Regions from separate parts of the Mus musculus genome. Here all the other regions are linked to region 1. A link is a contact called in public HiCAR-type and promoter capture Hi-C data. All regions are on one chromosome and are shown on one strand. Each heading gives the region's core, a stretch centred on a gene start, on an enhancer-like site or on the middle of the called end of the contact. The rest is flanking DNA. Distances are from core to core; before and after follow the strand shown.

The links. HiCAR-type assays count read pairs that join an accessible place to other places. Capture Hi-C pulls out chosen DNA fragments and counts their contacts.
Region 2: a promoter capture Hi-C map of liver shows a contact between it and region 1, with 4 times the contacts expected there. The contact joins the promoter of Btbd9 here to the promoter of Ilrun in region 1. A contact is called at or near these places in 1 of 39 promoter capture datasets (pre-B cells), 1 of 484 Hi-C or Micro-C datasets (B cells), 1 of 115 datasets of contacts at active chromatin or transcription factors (thymic regulatory T cells) and 1 of 9 other capture datasets (liver).
Region 3: a HiCAR-type map of astrocytes shows a contact between it and region 1, with 4 times the contacts expected there. The contact joins the promoter of Ube2i here to the promoter of Ilrun in region 1. A contact is called at or near these places in 4 of 39 promoter capture datasets (erythroid cells, liver and pre-B cells) and 2 of 115 datasets of contacts at active chromatin or transcription factors (astrocytes and thymic regulatory T cells).

What each region holds. Positions count from the first base shown.
Region 1 is chr17:27,819,167-27,821,866 of GRCm38.p6, forward strand. It overlaps Ilrun (inflammation and lipid regulator with UBA-like and NBR1-like domains), which reads right to left and starts at 1,376. Exons shown (of 5, transcript NM_001033279.3): 1 at 1,011-1,376. The coding sequence starts at 1,168.
Region 2 is chr17:30,574,892-30,577,591 of GRCm38.p6, forward strand. It overlaps Btbd9 (BTB (POZ) domain containing 9), which reads right to left and starts at 1,396. Exons shown (of 11, transcript NM_027060.1): 1 at 1,255-1,396.
Region 3 is chr17:25,272,059-25,274,758 of GRCm38.p6, forward strand. Ube2i (ubiquitin-conjugating enzyme E2I) reads right to left here and starts at 1,373. Exons shown (of 7, transcript NM_001177610.1): 1 at 1,263-1,373. Gm17801 (predicted gene, 17801) reads left to right here and starts at 2,066. Exons shown (of 1, transcript NR_027452.1): 1 at 2,066-2,700.

The DNA of each region.
Region 1 (2,700 bases), core at 126-2,625:
GGATGCCAAGAGAAACAAGATTCCACACGTCAGGGCACTGAACGCTCAACACGGGGCAAAGGGCATGCACCCCCTTGCTTTTTGCTCAAATCCCGATTAGTTGCTTCACCTGAGAGCCTTTCAAAGGCCGTCTAATGGTCTCCAGTCTAATGGTTAAATTCCCGAGTGAACTTAACAATCCCTACTTGGAGACCAAGAGAAAGTATTCTTGCTTATCAAAAACAGCAAGTGCTGCTCTAAGAACCAAGACACACGTCGGTGCCTGGAGACAGCTCCACTTCAGCCTGTACAACCCAACTACAAGCCAGAACCCCTGGCCCCCAACCTATACATTTCTCAGTTTTCTGTCAACTAAGCCCATCCAATCAGTAAGCTCGTCAAAGTTCCCAAGGCCAAGCCTCTGCCCAGCACGCCAGTGTCTTCACAAAGTTCCTGCCTCCAAGATCAGCTTCCCTCCACTTTCTGAAGACTTTTCCCAGTCCTCGTCGCAGGCCTGGCGCTCCGGCGCCTCCATTAGATGTCACTTCTCCCTGGCACAACTCTTCCTTTCTCACCATACTCAGTTGATTATAATTTGTGTTCCCTCCGCCGCAAAAGTCGTTTTCGCCCTTATCTCCTCAAAGAGACACAAGATCTATTCTCAGCTCCGAGACCTCTCCCGCGCCCAGAGTTCGACCTCAGCACCTAACACACTCCCTCGAGTTTCCACACCGTTCTGTCATCCTCAGCTCCTACACTTCGCACCTATTTAAAAGGAAAACACTTCGCAACTCTCGTTTCCTGTGCTTTCTACTCCCAGAACACACGCTTTTCGCCCCAGATCGACTCCCCTGGCTTCCACCTCACCACTTCTCCCCTCTTCCCATGTTCTTCGGGCTCTGACTCCCTGCCACCTCCCGGCCTGGGCCCTGCCCTGCCCGGGAGTACTCCACGAGCGGGCTCCGGTGTTTTTGCCCTCGGGGCCGCGAGGCCGCTGCCAGCAGGATTGGCTCCGCGTGGGGCGGACTCACCAGTTGGTCATGTCCAGGAAGAAGGCGCAGCCGGCCGGGTTGAGCTGGAAGCCGAGTAGCCGCTGGAACTCGGAGATGAGCACGTCCTTGTCTGTGGTGCCCAGGCAGCTGAACTTCTGCATGAGCTCCGGATCCAAGTCCACGTCCATGCCCTCCATGGCGGGGGGCCCGGACGCACAGCTTCCACCGCCCCGACCTGCTTCTCCACGGGCGGCCGCCGCGCCCGGGCCCGAGCCCACGAAGGGCGGCCCGCTGCTGGCCGGCGCCGCGCGCACTGCTCCGAGACAGGCCCCAGGCCTCTCACCGCCTCATGGGCTGCGCGCGCCGCGCCGAGCCGCGCCGCACCGCACCGCTCGCTCCTCTCTCGCTGGCTCTGGGGCTCGCGCTCCCCCCCCTCCCACCCCCCCCAGCGCCCGCCTCCGCCGCCGCCGCTGCTGCCGCCGCGGTTCGCAGCACCGCCGCCTCCGCCTCCTCCCGGGCCGCGCCCAACGCGCACGCGCGGGGCCGCTCGGACCCCGCCCCTTCCTCTCCCGAAAGCCCGCCTTCAGTGACGTCATAACTCGGTGACGTCTCTCGCGTGACCTCACCGCGACAGAGCGGAGGGGGCAGGAAACGGGAAGCCGGAAAGAGCGGATACTGGGCGGGTCTCTGTCCTCGCCTGAGTCCCCACACTGCGTGGGAGGAGTCACGAGTCTGAGAGGTGCTTCGGAGACGAGCGACCCCACCCATGCTCAGGCTGGGAACCCGAAGTCGCCACAGGAACAGAGGCTGGGACTGGGGCAAAGGGCAAAGGGCAGCACAGAGCGGACTCTTGCTGCTCCGCTCTCAGGGGACTTAGTATTCAAACAGACATTTTCCCAAGGTCGCGGCGGTGCACGCTTAGTCTCTGGATTCTGACCTGAGTTTCTCATGACTGCCTATGTTACTATGCAACCTTAGCATTACGTTTCCAGAAAATAAAGGCAGCCTAATGCAAGCACCAGTTACAGGTCAGAGGAACCGATCCTCTGCAAAGAAAGGTCAATACCCTAGAATTTAGCAAATCTTGTTCTGTCTCTAAAATCCACGACCAAAAAAATGACTGTAGACAGTATCCAGTGTATCTACTAATGTGAGGCTCCATTTGAAGCTGAAGGATTAAGAAGCTCAGCTGTGGAGAGACTCATCTGCCCGTTCTGTCACCAAGTATTTTCTCAGTGTCACCTGTTAGATATGACTAGGTACAGGGATGGGGGTGGGTAAGAAACTGGGCAACTGGGGACTTGGCTTAAGCTGTTTCCCCGAAGGTATGAAGACCTGGGTTCCTGAGAGCAGAGATACTTCGCTCTTGCATATAAGGCCTGGCTGACAGCCAAGGGTGGCGGCACTGGGGAGGCAGGCAAATTTCTGTGTGTTTGATGCCAGCCAGAGATACTCTAGACCCTGCCTTTAAAAAATAAACCACCCCAGCACTCAAGAGGCAGAGGCGGGCTTTCTTCCTGGAGTTGCCTTTGATCTCATCCTCCTACCCCTACTTGCTGGGATAACTACTGTCACAACTACTTCTGAAAAGAGACTCAACTGAAGTCAGTGGGCCTGGGAGGAGGCTCAAAATCGCCTGGTGATTGTTATCATATCCAAATTTCAGAGCAGAACCTTGAGCAAATGCAGTTATTGCTGATAGTTTGCTCAACAGTTCAACCTGATTAAA
Region 2 (2,700 bases), core at 146-2,645, 2.8 Mb after region 1:
AAGGGGAAATAAGTAACTCACTCACAAAAGCTCGTAATAGAACAGTGGCTCCTGAGTGGTTTTTCAAAGCAAGCTTTACTGATTCCAAGACGTGAGAACTTCAGAGACCATACCTTACAGAGACTCCGTTATAAAACTGAATCTCCTGATTTTAGACTCTGGGTGGAAACTCTAAAGTTATGTCCCTCAGTTTTTAGGCATGATCAAATGTCAGTGCTCCCTATCTTGTCACTCTCACTTGGCACTGCCTTTAACTCATAACGGGAAAGATTATTTCTTCCATTTGTCTCCATTATTCCTCCTTAAAAAACCACCACATACAACGGACCCAACAGAATCCTGTATACTGGCTGATGGCCAGTTGCATCATTTAACTCCAGTCTCACCATGCCAGCCCACGCGTGAAACACAATCTACATTTCCACCAGATAAATAACAGCCCGCACTGCTTCTGGGAAGAACACACACAAAAGGCAGGGCTGCTCTACCTGCAAGACCCTTGAAATGGCCAAAGCACAGCACGGTTCTGGGAAATAGATACAAGGGCAGATTTGAGTCTATGAGGAAGTAACAATACTGGATGGATATGGTCCCTTGGCTTCAAAAATGTGGATCAACACAGGATATAATAATAATAATAATAATAATGTTCAGAGAAGCACGTGGGCATGCACGTGAGGCTGGAAGGTCCAGGCAACAGGTTAGTCAACCAGCATCTTCACTGACAAGTCGCCTTCCCCGGGTCGTGGGTGTGCCCGACGCTCACGCAGGCACAGATTCTAACGATCTCTCTAACAACCCGCTCCTACTCCCAGACCCGCCAGGGTAGAGCTGACGGATCTCTTCGCGGTTTACCCCAAAACTTTGCGAACCCCGAGGGTCCCCATTTCCGCGTTTGTCAGGTTTGCACAGTCGGCGTCTCAGTGTGGACGCGCGGCTGCTGAGGAACGCGGGCTTCTCCCGCTTCAAATTCCTAAAAGGAAACCGGCAGCGTCGCACTGGAGTCCAGTCACTTGTCCCTCGGCACCCCTCTCTCCAGCGCCCCCCTCTCACCCCCCCCCACCCCCACCCCAGAGCGCCAGGCCCGGGAACTGACCCTCCTCAGCCCCCGTCCCCGCCCCCGGAACCAGCGGCCGAGGGGCGTGGAGCGGCGCGCGCGGGTCCGGCGGGGAGGGGGAGCGCGTCCCCGCGCCCCGGGCCCGCGCAGCAGGTGCGGCCAGGCCCCAACTCTCACGAGCGGTCCGGGCGACTCACCCCGACGATGTCCCTCAGCGACCTAGAAGCCGCCACACACGTCTCTTCCGCCAGCAGCGACCCCGCCTCGTGGCCACCGCCCCCTCGACCGCCGCCGTCGCCGCCTTCCTCGCCGCCGCCGTCGCGGCGCGCGCCCGCTTTCACGCACACCGCCGTGGCCGCGCACGCGCTCTGCGCGCTGGCGTCACTTAGCAACGGCTCAACCGTGGGCCAGTAGAACCCAGGACGCCAGGGCCCCAGGTCGCCTCAGGCGGGGGTCTTGCGGCGTGTTTCCCCAGGTCGGAGCCACTGCCCCTCCAGTACTGGGCCCTGAGGGTGTGGCCGCCCTGCCGACACCTGGCTCAGGGTGAGGCACGTCATCACACGTCACTGAATAGCGTCATCGGTCGCGTCACTGCGTAAGGGGACGAGCCGGAGCGCCGGTTGGAGAAAGCCTCGTCTTTCTGCACTTAGTCGCTTGCCTGATGGACAGTCAGCTACGTGCGAGAAGTTGGACGAGGAGAATGGGCCAAGAGAGGCATTACCAGCATGAAGGTGCTACGAGGCCAGGCCTGAAATACCACGACTCAGTTTCCTCCTTCTGTCAGTGGGAAGACGGATACCCGACTTGCCTGCGCTAGAAAGGTGTCAACTTAGGACGAAATAATGCATGCGAGGCTGCGGGCGAACTGATCTCATTCGAACTCCTTATTTCAAGACCCTGACAGAAAGCCCGGACATAAGTCCTCGACACTCCAGGACTACCAAGTGTAACGTATAAAGCCCATTAGACTCCATCTTTCACATAAGAAGCAGGCACTGTGAACTTTGAAGCCGTAGAAATTGGGTTGTAGGTCTTTCCTGGCCGAAACTGGAGAGTCGTCACTCTTGAAAGTTACTTACCTGGGTGTGTGGGTTTGAAGATGGAAGACTTAATTCCAAGCAAAGACGACTTAAATGGGCAGTGAAAATGAACAGACACAGCAAGGGTTAGGGCTGGGCCAGTGAAGGATCAGAGCCACAACCTAGACTCTGGCGGTGGGGATGGAAACGCGGAGGCCAGCTCTGAGCGGGGGAATGAATAGGTAGGCCAGGTTTCTAGCGTGGTTGCTGAGACAGGTGGGAGTAACATTTAGCAAGACGGAAAGAAAGCTGCCTTTGTGTGTCAGTTACTAAATGGTAGTGACATTCCTTACGGATGACATGGTAGAACGATGGAATGTGGATACGTTGGTTGGGGAAACATTCTCCGCTCTCATCTTCCATGTGGAACGATATCCATCAATTTAATACATCTACTTTCCGATACACGTGTCCCCAATTTATTTGTCCTTGGAGAATTGACTTCGGGATTGGTACATTTAAAAAAACAAAGGGAGCCGGGCGGTGGTGGCGCATGCCTTTAATCCCAGCACTCTGGAGGCAGAGGCAGGTGGATTTCTGAGTTTGAGGCCAGCCTGGTCTACA
Region 3 (2,700 bases), core at 123-2,622, 2.5 Mb before region 1:
ACCGAGAAGCTAGCTCAACTGCTCTTGCCTGGACACTCAGTGTTAAGGAGACAGAACCAGGGAATCACCAAGAGTTCAAGGTTAGCCTTGGCTACAAGAGATCCTGTCTCAAAAACAGGGAGAAGTGAGAGGTGGCTCTTATCAGAACTCTTAAAGGCCTTTTGCCCCACGGTCGAGGAAAAGGAACCCTAGGAGCACCCTGGCAATGATCTAGGCAGAAACTTGGGGGGCAGTGCTGCTGCTCCCGCAAGCACTCCAAAAGCCACTTAAACACAACTTGCCTTCCCAGGCAAACAGTCACTTCACGAGCTAAAAGTTTTGTGATGCAATGACCAAACTAAACCAAACCAAACCAAAAAACCATTCCCCTCCCCACTACTAGAGACAGGAAGGACATACAGGGATGGGTCTTATGACTCCAGGCTTCCTACAGTGTACAGTATTTGTCTGGCGACACCACCTACTTCAGAGCTACTTACCGGTCAGAGAGCCTGTGCAAGGTTGCTTATCTCCGCCCACCTCGGCAGAGGGAACATGGGTACCAGGCACTACGGCTGGCTTGGATAGGGCGAAGCGGCCTCTTTTACTCGAATGCACACTGTAGGCCCTAAGGATCCTTCAGTAAGTATACCACGCTGTTTGTTAAGTTTCCAGTGGCAGAGACAGCCAGAGGAGGGCAGGACTGCGATCACTCACAGCCTGAATACCTTTAGAAAGAAAACAAACTCCCCTTCGACGCCCGTTTTCTGCTATGCAGGCAGGTAACTAACTCATCCACTAAAACAACAGTTCCTTAAGAATAAAGGAAGGTGGGGCAGAGAATATACACAAGACTCCCCCACAAAAACCCAAGCTACAAGCCTAGCGTCTCGGTAACGAACGAAGCCTTCTGATGTGACTCCGGGTGCTTACAGGCCCCGACACGGCCCAGTACTCACGGCCTTCCGCACTCTCACTCGCCTAACTACGGAGCCCAGCACCGCCCAGAACGCGTCTGGGAGCTACTGGGAAGCTCAGATTATCTGTTGCGGGGTCGGCGGAACTCAGTTCGCCAAGAGTAGGGGGGCAGTGGGCCGTGCTCCCAACCCTGTATTCTCCCGTGGCACAGCGGCTGGGCCCTAGTGCCCCGAAGGCCGAGACTCGGAGGCCGCGAGCGAGAGGAGGCCGCCGTGGCTCCGCTCGGCGCCTCCCGGAAGCTCACTGGGAACGGCGGCGAGTCCGGGCGAAGATGGGAGTGCGTGCGCAGGCCGGTGGCGGCTCACCTGGGCGACCGCGGCCCGGACCGTCGCGGCGGCAGAGGCGGCGGCGCTCCTTTGTCTCGGGACTTCCCTCCGCGCCCGCCGCGCGCAGCACGGAGCGCAGGACCCCAGCGGGCGGGGCGGGGCCTGAGCTGGGCTGCCCGCCACACGCCTGCTCAGCTTACCGTCCCTCCCGTCCGGTGGCCTACGCGTCTACTTAAACACGAGCTTCCCGCAGCCCGCACGCGGCTGCCGCGCCCTCGTTGCCCGCGACCGCCTAAGGAGCCCGAGCCCAGGGCGCCTGTCCAAGCAGGCGGTGCCCTGAACGGCCGCACTCTTAAAGGGGCCGCGTCCTAGGCTCGAGGGAGCGTCTGCAAACTCCTCTTCGGGATGAGCGCGTCCACTCGAGGACACATCAGAGAGTCGTGTGAGGAAAAAGAAGCATAGATTCCCAAGGGTCATCCGGATGCTCAGAGGGCACCTTCCCGGGCACAGGCTCTGGAGGTATCCTTGGGCTCAAGGCCCGAGTCCCGGGAGCAAAGATCACTGAGGCCTAAACATCCTGGGAATCGTCGCAGTACGGTGACGATCCCCGGAACTTAGCGCGCTGTGACACTTTCTGCAATTGGCCAGCTCAGGAACTTGGGCGGGGTGAACCTCGAAACTATCCAATGAACTAGCCTCATACAAAGGGCCAAACGCAAGCAAAACCGACGGGGAGAGAAATGTGGATGCTCCCTAACCTACGAGTTAGCCCCCTAGTGGGGGAGGGGAATGGGCCTGCGCCGTGGGGGAGGGGCAGCACCCGCGGACCCCCCCCCCCGCGCGCGCGCCCCAGGCCTCTTCCCTGTGCCGCACCCCACACCTTAGTTCCACCTGAAACCCCTGTGCGGCTTCTGCTGGCCCCGCTGGACACGCTTTTGTCACGCCGTGGCCTAGTCCAGTTTCCTCGGCCAGTCCTCTGCAACCCAGCTCGGATGCTTCCTCACCGACTCACCGACGGGACGGGTACTTAGAACCGTCGGCTGGCCCCCTGGTGGCCATTCTGGCGCCTGCTCCTTTTTTTTTGGCACGTGCTGGAGGCCTTTCGGGGCCAGTTGCAGCCAACAAGGGCTTCCTGGGAATTTGGACTATGGGTCCAATTGCTGCCAGGGACTCCAGTGTTCATCTGTCAGTATCTCCGTCCATCTACTCACCACTCTCTCCTTCCTTCGTTCTCCTCTTACCTTTTGAGGTTGTTGGGTGCCCCAAAACAGGAACTAAGGTCCCATGCCCCTTGCCCACAATTGTCCAACATTCCCTGGAGCTCACCCTGTTAATTCCTCCTGTTCGTAGCCGTACTGTTTAAGAGTTAAGATCACAGTGAGCACCAGATCCTGAGGGACCTTGGTCTCTCATTGGGGCTGAGTTGTAGACAAGGTCGGCTTAGATACAAGTTCCTGACACACTAGATCTGTACCCC